Linked DNA regions of Mus musculus: region 1 is linked to region 2. The links are chromatin contacts, called in public Hi-C maps. All regions are on one chromosome and are shown on one strand. The core of a region is the stretch at or near the end of the contact, and the rest is flanking DNA. Distances in the headings are between cores, read along the strand shown. Region 1 has its middle 57 kb from the start of Gm35593. Region 2 overlaps Gm35305 (a long non-coding RNA gene).

The links. A called contact is a pair of places that touch in the nucleus more often than the background predicts.
Region 1: a Hi-C map of extraembryonic endoderm stem cells shows a contact between it and region 2, with 2.1 times the contacts expected there. The contact joins two enhancer-like sites. A contact is called at or near these places in 5 of 484 Hi-C or Micro-C datasets (extraembryonic endoderm stem cells and uterus), 2 of 115 datasets of contacts at active chromatin or transcription factors (extraembryonic endoderm stem cells and trophoblast stem cells) and 1 of 9 other capture datasets (embryonic tail).

What each region holds. Positions count from the first base shown.
Region 1 is chr8:89,367,887-89,373,118 of GRCm38.p6, reverse strand. No RefSeq gene overlaps it. Among named protein-coding and RNA genes, the nearest start is that of Gm35593, 57 kb to the left of the region's middle. Within about 2 kb of position 1,503, at least 10 of the 459 cell types and tissues checked have an H3K27ac peak or open chromatin away from gene starts, as enhancers often do. A contact at or near this core is called in extraembryonic endoderm stem cells, where this site is marked.
Region 2 is chr8:89,140,146-89,145,542 of GRCm38.p6, reverse strand. Gm35305 (a long non-coding RNA gene) reads right to left here. Exons shown (of 3, transcript XR_003947576.1): 2 at 3,741-3,879; 3 at 3,119-3,637. Among named protein-coding and RNA genes, the nearest start is that of Gm35358, 12 kb to the right of the region's middle. Within about 2 kb of position 3,487, at least 25 of the 459 cell types and tissues checked have an H3K27ac peak or open chromatin away from gene starts, as enhancers often do. A contact at or near this core is called in extraembryonic endoderm stem cells, where this site is marked.

The DNA of each region.
Region 1 (5,232 bases), core at 254-2,753, 230 kb before region 2:
AAATCAAAAATTAACACTCATTAAATCAGCAAGTAGAAATAGCCCAGACTCTCTAGTGATGTAGTGTACAGGGATAAATGTCCCTGGGTCATACCCAGCTGGGCCTGCCAGGAAAAGGTCGTGGAATATTCCTGTTGAGCAAGCCTCACTGGTGGCTCTGACCTGTACTGAGAACCAGCCAATATCCTGCCAAAGCAACCTGTGCCTGTTGGGAAGTTGAGCATCTTCTCTGGATCTCTGCTGAAAACCTGATCTGGCCATGTTGACCACTTTCATGGTTGGGTTTCTTCAAGAACACAGATTAGACTCGGATTCACATAGATCGGAAGAATCAGAGGGCCCATTTGGCACTGTCCCCTGTGTTGCCTAAACTGTGGGGCCATGATGGCATTGCCTTGAGCCTGAAGAGAACCTACGGACACTCAGTCCCTGTTCAATTGCTATTGAGAAACACTAGCAAAGAAAGAGAGATCAGAGTTCTCTGTGCAGAGGCGAACATCTCGGGAACAGTTTGCAGGAAGCCAATAGCAGAAATTCTCTGTCATGGGACGACTCTGTGTCATGTGCAGTGGCATACTGGGTGGATTCTATCAGAAAGTTGGAAGGGAGAAACATATGTGGGTGGGTATGCCTGAGAGATTGTGGACAGGCACAAGTGTCTCTGTCCTTTGTGTCCCCAGGATGTGAACAGCAGTTTCATGATGACAATCAGAATAACATTTGTCCTTGCTTTCACTAGTCCAAAGACTGCAGTCCGTAAGCTGTAACAAACCCACATAGCTTTCAACTAACCACACATGGAATTATTCTAGAATATTCTATGCCAACATGGAACATTATTAGAAATCTCACACTTCCATGTGGATTCTTGAGATTTCACATTCAAATTCCCATCTTGGTCTTTGAACACACTTAACAGCAATGGGCTGTATTTTAAGGCAGCCTGATTGACAAGGCTGAGTGGCAGGTTGTCCTTTGACATGAGCTCCTCCACCTCTGGTTCTGCCCTTGGCAAGCCCTTCAGTGCCGGCCCTGATCACCTAGACACTAGCATTTCTGAGTATCCTGCCCTGATCTCTTCAGAATTCTTTGGCCAGGGTTACCTAGTGGGTCCACATCAACAAGCCAGCAGGGTGGGCTGGATCAGCACACTGAGAAGCCATTGCGCAGAGCAGAACAGCAAAGTCGGTGGACGGCAGAGGGCATAGGGCATGCCCTGGATCAAAACTCTGTTCTCTCCTCCCCTGTCAATAATCAGATCCCCAGCCCCCAGTCTGCTCTGGGGGGAACTTATTCCCCAGCTTGGTTAGGATGTTTCTTGCTTTGTGGAGCCATAAAAGAATTGGATTTAGCCATGTTTGGCTTCCCCGTTCTCTTACTGACAGCACTATTTAATGGACAAACAGTTTGTTTTATTTATCTGACAGGGTTTCTTCGCATTGTTTAAGGTTATCGGGCCTCTCCCCTGCAGATCATATTACAGCTTGTGCCGGCTCGACCCTCAGCAGGGTTCACTCTAAATCAGATCCTTATCATTGCCTCGGTGATAAATAGAGGCCTAGGAGCCCACAGCCAGGTTATTTATTTAGTGCCTCTGTGGGTCATGTTTTATACAGACCAGGGCTTCTTGTCAGGCCTTCGAGGATCCAGCTTAGGTTGCACTCGGGAACTAAAACCCAAGGCCCCCTAAATAATCCTAACTTAACAGCTGACATTTTTATGAAATAAGTCTGTGCAAATGTGCGGCGGGAAGGGGACGGCAGAGACAGAGAGCTGGAGGTAGGTTTCAGTGTGGAACTCTGGGTGTGGTGGGAGGACCAAGTTGAGAACCAAGAGCAAGCAGGTGTTGGGGTGGGTTTCGAGATGGCTCAAGAGGAGAGAGGAGAAACCAGGCTTTGGTTTTGCGGCTTATTCCAAACCAGTAAAGAATATTCTGATTGCAAGTGGAGTTTGTCTTGGAGAAGTTTTTAAAAGGAAAGGTGGCGTACTATGCCCCTCAAGGGGGTGAGCTAAGTACAGAGGGAACAGGCTGAGGTCTTGCATGGTAGGGATTACATAGGGATGGGGAGGGGGGAGAGGAGGGGAGGTATTGTTTCAGAAGAGGACACAGACAAGACCATCTGGCTGAGCTGGAGACACAGACATCTGCAGAGAGCCTCCTCTTCATCCCGTTCTTCAAAAGCAAGGTGTTCATGTCATATGTGAATGTCGGCTCGCAGCATCGCTTCGGTGTCTGTGTCTCTGTGCACATAGTTCATGTGTTGCTTTGCTGTGCTGAGTTTGACACGCAACTTTGTACATTTGAAATTATCTTATAGCATTTCATCTTTTTTGAATATGGCAAGAAGAGGAGGAAGCAGGAAAGAGAAGGAAAAGAGGAAGAGGAGGAGGGGGCAAGAAGAGGAAGAGATGGCAGTAGTAATAGAAGTACTGGTTGATTTTGATTTCAACCTTTCAAGTCCTAAAAGGAATGAAGATCTCCTTTCAAAGAACTGTGACTGCCCGGCGTGGTGGTGCTCGCCTTTAACCCCAGCACTCAGGAGGCAGCGGCAGGCAGATTTCTGAGTTCAAGGCCAGCCTGGTCTACAAAGTGAGTTCCAGGACAGCCAGGGCTACACAGAGAAACCCTGTCTTGAAACAAAACAAAACAAAACAAAACAAAACAAAACAAAACAAAACAAAACAAAACAAAACAAAACAAAACAAAACAAAACAAAACAAAACAAAACTGTGACTGGCACCACTTCAGCTGTAATGTGAGAAGCAAGGCAGGCACCTGTTTGAAGGACCCCCAAGCGCTTGCTATCTGAGAAAAAGCTCAGGAGACAGTTTAACTTGATTACCCTTGCAAAGACATAACCCCAGCAGCTGCTCAGCACGCTGCCTTGCGCAAAGTGGTACAAGCCCACTTCTGGAGATGCAAATTCTGGCTGGTGAAAGGCCACATGAGCACACCAGTGCGTTCGTTACCTACGGGCTTGAAGCATGGTTTGGAAGGGGCTCTCTCTGCCACTATCCTGGCACGGAACCTGCTTGGAAGCTGAATGTTTGAGGGAAACTGAGAAGAGTCAATCAGTGCATTGCATGAAAATACAGGGTGGGCAAAACTATGTGTGAAGGTGGAGGACCTGACCCAGCACCCAGAAGATGCTATAGCTTGGCTTGTTCAGCAGCAAGAATGAATGGAAGACATCTGCTGTCCGAGGAAGATGGGTGGAAATTATGGCCATCAATCAAAGGGGTAGGAAACCATCACTGAAGCCATATGAAGTCAACTAGGAAGCAAAGAGACTCTGGTATCCTTCATCCTTGTAAATCTCTAATAATGATGGCTCTTGTGGTTTCCAGAATTATTAAGTCTTGTCAAGAAATGTTTCTATCATCTCTCTTAACTCTGTCTAGTAACTCTTACACAGCAGGGATGGGCCAGGCACTGTTCTAAACATTTTACAAGCATAGACTCCTGCACATCGCTTTATATCCATGAGATAAACTCTCATATGCCACCACTCTCTTAAGAATCAAGAAATTGTGCAGGTTAACTAACTTACCTGAAGTCACATGAGAGTCAAATCCAGGCATCTTGGCTCAAGCCCAGGGTCCTTCTCAAAGGCTCTGGCAGCAGGCAGATAAAATGTGTTTGGGATACATGGTTTCCTTTCTAGGAGCCATGCTCAAAAGGACCTGTGCTGTTCTTTGTTGAGTTTCTCAGGGCCTGTTTTTGCCACTAACACCTGCATGCTTTCCTCATCATGTCTGACAACCACTATTTTACGATCTGCTGCAGACTTCCATCCATCTTTCTGTTTCTCACTTTTGCTCTGATAGCATCCTTTCTCTGTGCCTCACGTTCCTGACCGCTCATCTAGGCAGGTGTGCCTCCTTGCATCCTGTTCCGTGGGTCCCTCGTCTCTTTCATTTTCTGGTTCCTGATCCTGGGATACCTTGAGCCTCCACTGCCTCCATGCAAAGCAGCATAGTCACTGTCTAGCGATGCACGTAGATACCCAGTGGATATGTGTTGCAAGAATGCATAGAGGGATAAATGACAACATGCCAGGACTATGTGCCTGCTCCACTGGTGCCTGCTCCTGCTTGAGACAATATCCAGGCTCATTCTGTAGAAAGGAGCAGCAGCCAGGAAAACAGAAGAATCTAAAGGAGCTTTCTCTGAAGCCCAGGAGAGTTACAGCATAGTATAAGTCTCTTCTAACTACAGGGTTCAACCCCTGACATTAAAACACACATTGCATATACACATATAGGGGAAAGACTGGTAAAAAAAGATGCAAGTGAATAGAATTGTAATGTTGCCTATCTATAGCCCAAGAGGGGAAGGGGATGGCACGACTTAGGGCTCTGGAATTGGGTCATTTTTAAATACACTTCATCTGAGTAAGAATGGCCACCATTAAGACAGTAAATCTAATGTTTCATCTCATAATGCAATCCAAATATTATTGAGATACATATTCATATAACTGTAAGTCACCAAAGTAGAAGGGGACCAGTGGAAGGAGTGGTGGACAAAATAAGATACCAGGAGGTAAATGTGATTGAAGTAAATTATAGACATGCATAAAGATGTCCTGATGTGTGGGAAGCCACATGTGCCGTTGCTGAGTGGCACTGACTACTGCTGGCCACCATGCATAAGATTGGACAAACAACCAATGTGTACATATGCAGTAAAGTTTTTTGCAAAAACACTGCCTGGCCCAGGCATGATAATGAGGTTCTGTAAGGTACTGAGAGTATAACCAAACAGATGTGAGACATGCAAATGATGCATGATAATGAGGTTCTGTAAAGTACTAAGAGAGTAACCAATCGGATGTGAGACATGCAAATGAGGTATGATAATGAGGCTCTGTGAGGTACTGAGAGAGAGTAGCCAATCAGATGAGGAACATGCAAATGAGGCTTAGTGCATAACCAATCAGGGTATGAGACACGCCTCTCCTAGGCCTATAAAAGCAGCACCAGCTCTGGGCAAAAGGTCTTTTCGCCTCTGCAATCAAGCTCTCCCAATAAACGTGTGCAGAAGGATCCTGTTGCAGCGTCGTTCTTGCTGGTCGAGTCGAGCGCGTGCAAGAAGTGGTGCCGAAAACCCGGGACAAGAAACATCTTCAGGCACGAGCGAAGACCCCCTGCTACAGGGAGGATTCAGAACTGCATCGCGGGGAAGGAGCGGTTAATAAAGGTTCCCGTAAAACAGACTGCTGAGAAGGA
Region 2 (5,397 bases), core at 2,238-4,737:
TCCAAAGCTCAACACTATATTCAGCACCACCACCATCACCAACATCAACTGCTACATCACCCTTACCACCACTCTGACCACCACCAAGCATCATCACCCCAGCCATCAACTCTTACACCACCGCCACCACTACCACCACCTTCTCTACCACTACCTTCAATCCTACCATCATTGCCAGCATCCAAGGCTCAGTGCTTTCATCACCAGTACCTCCAGTATAGACATCGCCTCCTCCACTGCAGCCCCTGCCAGGTCTATTTCACCACCTAAAACTATAGTGACTGTACCTTCTCGTGCAATTTCAGACAAGCTATCAGAGCCTTCAAGGAGGTTTTCAAGTGATCTGTGCACTCCCTGAGCTTTGTGCCCTTTGAGGACAAGAGTTCACTCACTGAGTGATGAAACATAATGTGCCCTCATCATGGAGAACCTAGGTTTCTGAGCAGGAGGCCGTGGCCAAGGCCTTGGCTCTTTCTCATTTTCTCTCTCTCCATCCAACAACCGCAAGTACCTTTGGTGCTTAGCAATCATGCTGAAGCGGGGAATGAGCCTGTCCCAGCTGATGATGGGAAATTCTTGATGCCTCCATTCTGACTTATACTGATGGCCACCACTTTGCTGATCTTAGTGGTAGCCTGGCAGGGTTCAGTAGACTGGGATCTTCTTGGAAGCACCAGTTCTAACGATGTCACTTAGCCTTGTTGTGCCAAACATATCAGAAGCCAGACAATAGTTACTCACTGAAATGATCTAGTTTTATATACAGATTGAACATCTGTAATCAGAAAAGAAACCAAAAACTCCAAGCCCCCCTTTTTGAGATTGCTACAATGCCACATGTGAAAAATCCCACACCTGGCCTCATAGATGTGTGATAGTCACAGAAGAAGTACACTAAAAACTGTGTATGAAAGATTTTCAGGCTGTGTGTGTGTAAGGTATATTTGACACATAAATTTGGCGTTCACACCTGGGTCTGCTCCCCCAGATGTGGCATGAAGTATGTACAAATATCCCTCAACCCACAAACGTCCGTAAACCGAAGCACTTCTGACAGAAGCATTTTGGATCAGAGGGAGTCTCTCCGCATTTACTCTGCTTAAGCTGAGAATGAAATGGATGGTCTGGGCGTGCAGGTCTCAACGTTGGGGTGCATTAGAAGTCATCTGGAGGACCAGCTTCTTCCCGGGTGCCTAGATGATGTGGACCTTGCTTACCCAGGGACCCCACAGTACTGAAACACTGCCTTCCAACCTGGGAAGCGAGGAAGGAGGCCAGGAAACCCCAACTCCTTTTCCTCTAGTCTTGCACCCACTTAGGTGCAGGGCCAAATTTGAGGCCTCATCTGAAGGCACCTCTAGGGAGGACCCCACTGGATAGGGGCGTGTCCCGGTGGGGTGGGGGATCCTGTTTGGCCAACAAACAGAAGGGGCTAAATCCCTGAGCTGAATTCAGGGCAGGGCCGCCTGTGTAAACAGGCTTTGTCTCTGGGTGGATTAAGACTGAGTTGAAGCTAGATATTTTTTTTCTTTCCCTGCTCTCTCTTTTTTTTTTTAAGTGCTGAGAAAAGCCATTAAGGGATTAACACCCCGATTTATGAAAATGGAGGATGATAAAGGAACAATGGTGTGACAGCATTGTGTAAACGACATTGATTCATTTCGGAGACAGGGCTGTTAACTGGGAGAAATGGAGAAATAAATGGAACAATGAGAGGCCGCTTTTACCAGCTTGTCATTAATTAGCCCAGAGTACAATTGTTTTATTGTCCTTTTTGAAAAATACAAAATTGGTAGGAAAATACAAGCACTGAGTAGATCGATGGCTGGGTGTCTCGGCTGACATCTGCTCTCCTTCTCTTCTCTTCCTGAAGCTTTGCCTCCGGAAGTGGCTTTAGAGGGGCAGAAAAGGCGTTTTCTCCTAGCAGAAGGGTCTGAGGAGCTTTGGGGGTAAAAAGACACTCCCGTAAGGGCACCCCCATCTTCTCAGTGGTGGAAGACGGCCTCTAAGCCAGAGACTAAAATCCCTTCTCCCTCAAGAGGGGCTGAAAGGAGTCATGTGGTAGGGTGCAAAGAAATGGGAAGCCTGTGGACCAGAGGAGGGCTTCAGGGGCAGTGAGGCTCCGACCAGGGTCCCCACCTGATGGATGGCTTGGCTCACACAGTTCTCCAGATTAGGATAACCTCCCACTCCCACTCTGCACCAGTTATCTCCAACCAGGCTCTTCAGTCTGCCAATGCTGCCCACCTGGGATGCAAATAATGAAAAAAAGTTCTTCGGGCAGTCAGCTGCACAAGATTAGATGGCGTGCCCAACAGCGCACCTGAATGGGTGTGCGGCCAGCCCCGATTTGGGAAAGGATATATTTCTGCCCTGATTGAAACAAGACTTGTGGGCCAAGAGCAGCTCCTGTTAGCAGGGGGCAAAGGGATGGCATAGGCTGACAGCCATGGAAATGGGCAGGGCAGCTCTCAGCATTGCCCTGAGAGGCTCTAACAGGTAAGGCATGGCCTGGGCCATCAGGCTTGTTCTGGTCCAGTGGCCACACAGGTGCAGTCTGGAGACGCGAGCCAGGCTAATTGAATGATAGTTATGTCAAAAGCTACTTGTAAATCTGGGCCCCATGTCTAGATTCTGCCCCACCAGACAGAGAAGAGTCAGCCAGCCATACTGCTTTAGCGATCCCACAAAGGGTTAATATTGCTTAAGGAGAAATGGAACCCAGGCAACCAGTTTGAGCCACTAGGAAACTGTAAACAGCTTTCTCATTGTTCTGAGCTGCTCTGACTACTGGCCATTGTTTGGCCTTTAATCTGGAAGCACTACAGATATAAACATAGCTATCTTTATAGCATTGTATCCTTACAGTTCAGGATCAAACAATGCATTGCTATGTCTTCAAACTTTACGTTGATATAAAGATGTCTTTATCTGGGCAGGGTCCATCCATACATCTTGCATATAAATGTTGACTGATCATAGACTTTTATGCATTCATGCCACACATTCGGCATCGCCTATGTGCCAGGCACTGCTCTGGAGCAAAGCACACAGTAATAATGAACAAAACGTGAGCTCCACCCCACCCCCTACCCCCTAAGGAATTTACATTGCCTGGTGAACAAACAAACAGGTACTCAGAGAAATGGGCACCACCAATACTACTGAAATCATGGAACAACATGAGCTGTGGTTAGGGAGCTGATGTGGGGAGATTAGTTTAGAAACAGTGCTGAGAACAATTGAGAGGGGACCTGAGCTGGCTGCTTAGGGGTGGGTCCAAGAGGAGGACAAGCCATGGCTGAGGTCTGGAGGTGGGCACCTAAGGAGCACATGTGAAGTACAGAAAGAGCCAAGGAAGCTGGAGCAATTAGAAAGAAACAAGTTCCAATACAAGAGCTATGAATGGAGGAGATGGGGGGAGGGGAGTGTTGGGAAGAGAGGGCAGTGAAGGGGAGGGCAGGGCCTGTGGGCTGGGACCTGGGAAGGACTTTGACTCTATCCAAAAGGCAATGGATTCCTCTGGGAGCAGAGGAGCAAGCAGCACAGTGTGTGGCAGGAGCTACAGTTGTTTCCTTGGACAGCCGGCCACCAGTGTGTGCATCTCATGTCCCAACAGGGTGTTCCCAGGAGCTGTCTGGGGACAAGGGAGCAGAGAGAATGGTGGAAGGGTGACAAACTGGAGCTGCTGGCTGCTGGTTAAATTAGAGAGCTCTGAACCTGGGGTGGCTGTAGCTTACCCTCTCTGTAAGGCAGGGCTGGTGAAAAGAGATCTGCTGAGCTCGCTCACGTGCAGAAACTACGTACCGACTGCCCTGTGTGTAGTGGCTGGAGAGCACTCGCAGAAGGTGGACAGAGAGGCTGAACTTGACCTGCAGGCTAGATAAACACATTAAAGCAGCATATCACCACGTGAGCATGACCATGAAAAGAGAATAATCAGAAATAAAAAAAAATTAATTCCATGATTTTTTTCTGGTCCGTGACTTTGCTTCTCAGTTTCAGATACTCCTGACGGACTCCTGTCATATAGAGTCCAATAGTAGCAGGTGGAAAATTCCAGAAATAAGTAATTCATGAGTTTGAAAGAATTTTTATCAATTTTATTTTTAAATTTGTTTGCATGGCTCCTGTGCAGTGGTCACTTTTTCTTTTCCACCACATGGATTCTAGGATGGAGCTCAGATCCCTGGCAGTGCAGCAGGCATCTTTATCTGCTAAGTCATCTCATTGGCCCTGGTTTATTTTATTATTAATTATTATTACTAACATTGTACTAGACCTGATTTATACATTAACCTTTATTGAAGATTTAAGTGTGGAAAACATGTAGGGTTTTTACTCTTTGTAGTTTCAGGCATCCCCTGAATAAGGGAACTACTACATAGTGAAAAAAAATGCCACCTGGGAGCCAGGGTCCCCACGATCCTAATTTACACTTTGCCTGGCTTTCTTAGAGAGGGAAGCTCACAGGACTCAGCTTTGTCCTTCCCTACCAGACTGCAGGAAACTCAAATGAAAATATAACATTAAAGCAACACTATCTCCCCATTCTCTACTTCCTAGGATTGTTAAACGCCCAATTAAAGAAGATGTGATTTTTACAATAAGCAACATAACTGCATTAAGTGGAGAAAAGTTCCTACAAAACTAAAGAGGGAGGGAATAGCTTCCCCGATCATATTCTTTTTTAACCATGGGTTACAGGTCAACAGCCAAGTGCGCTGGAAACAGCTTGCCTGCTGCTTTGACTCCCTAGAAAGAGATCTCAGACTGGAGTCACTTGGAATGCAGTCTCTTTAGATCTGAGAGGAGGACACCATTGACATCCTGTGTGACATGCCCATTCTGGTGAGTTGGAAGTAGCCAACAAAGCCACCATTAGTGCTTCCAATACCGTCTCCTTTCAGTATCCCGGAGGGTTATTGGTTCATTACCTCAGTATTCTCAACTCCTCAGGTGCCAGGGCCTCACCTGTAACATAGCAGTATTTGCCCATAGCCTAGGAACATCTTCCTAGGTGGCTTATAGCACCTGATGTGACAACTGCTCTGTAAAACGTTCCACTCTGGGCTGCTTAAGGAAGAATGACAAGAAAAGTCTATTCCGGTCCAGAGAGACACATAAGACACAGAGAGACACTGTGCTTCTAGAAATATTCTCCAAAGTTGCTGGAGCTGTGGTTCTGGGGTAAATTCATCCCATCATATAAGCACTTAGTCGGGGGTTTCTGTGATCTCATTCCTAGGGCTCATCTCTCCGGATTCTGTTTCCTCCTGTTAGCATGGGGTGGTAATAATAGTACCATTCTCACTGGACTTCTGGGAAGACTAAAGAAGGGATGTGTGCTGCCTACTTTTACGTCATCTTGACACAGCTACAATCATTTGAGAAGAG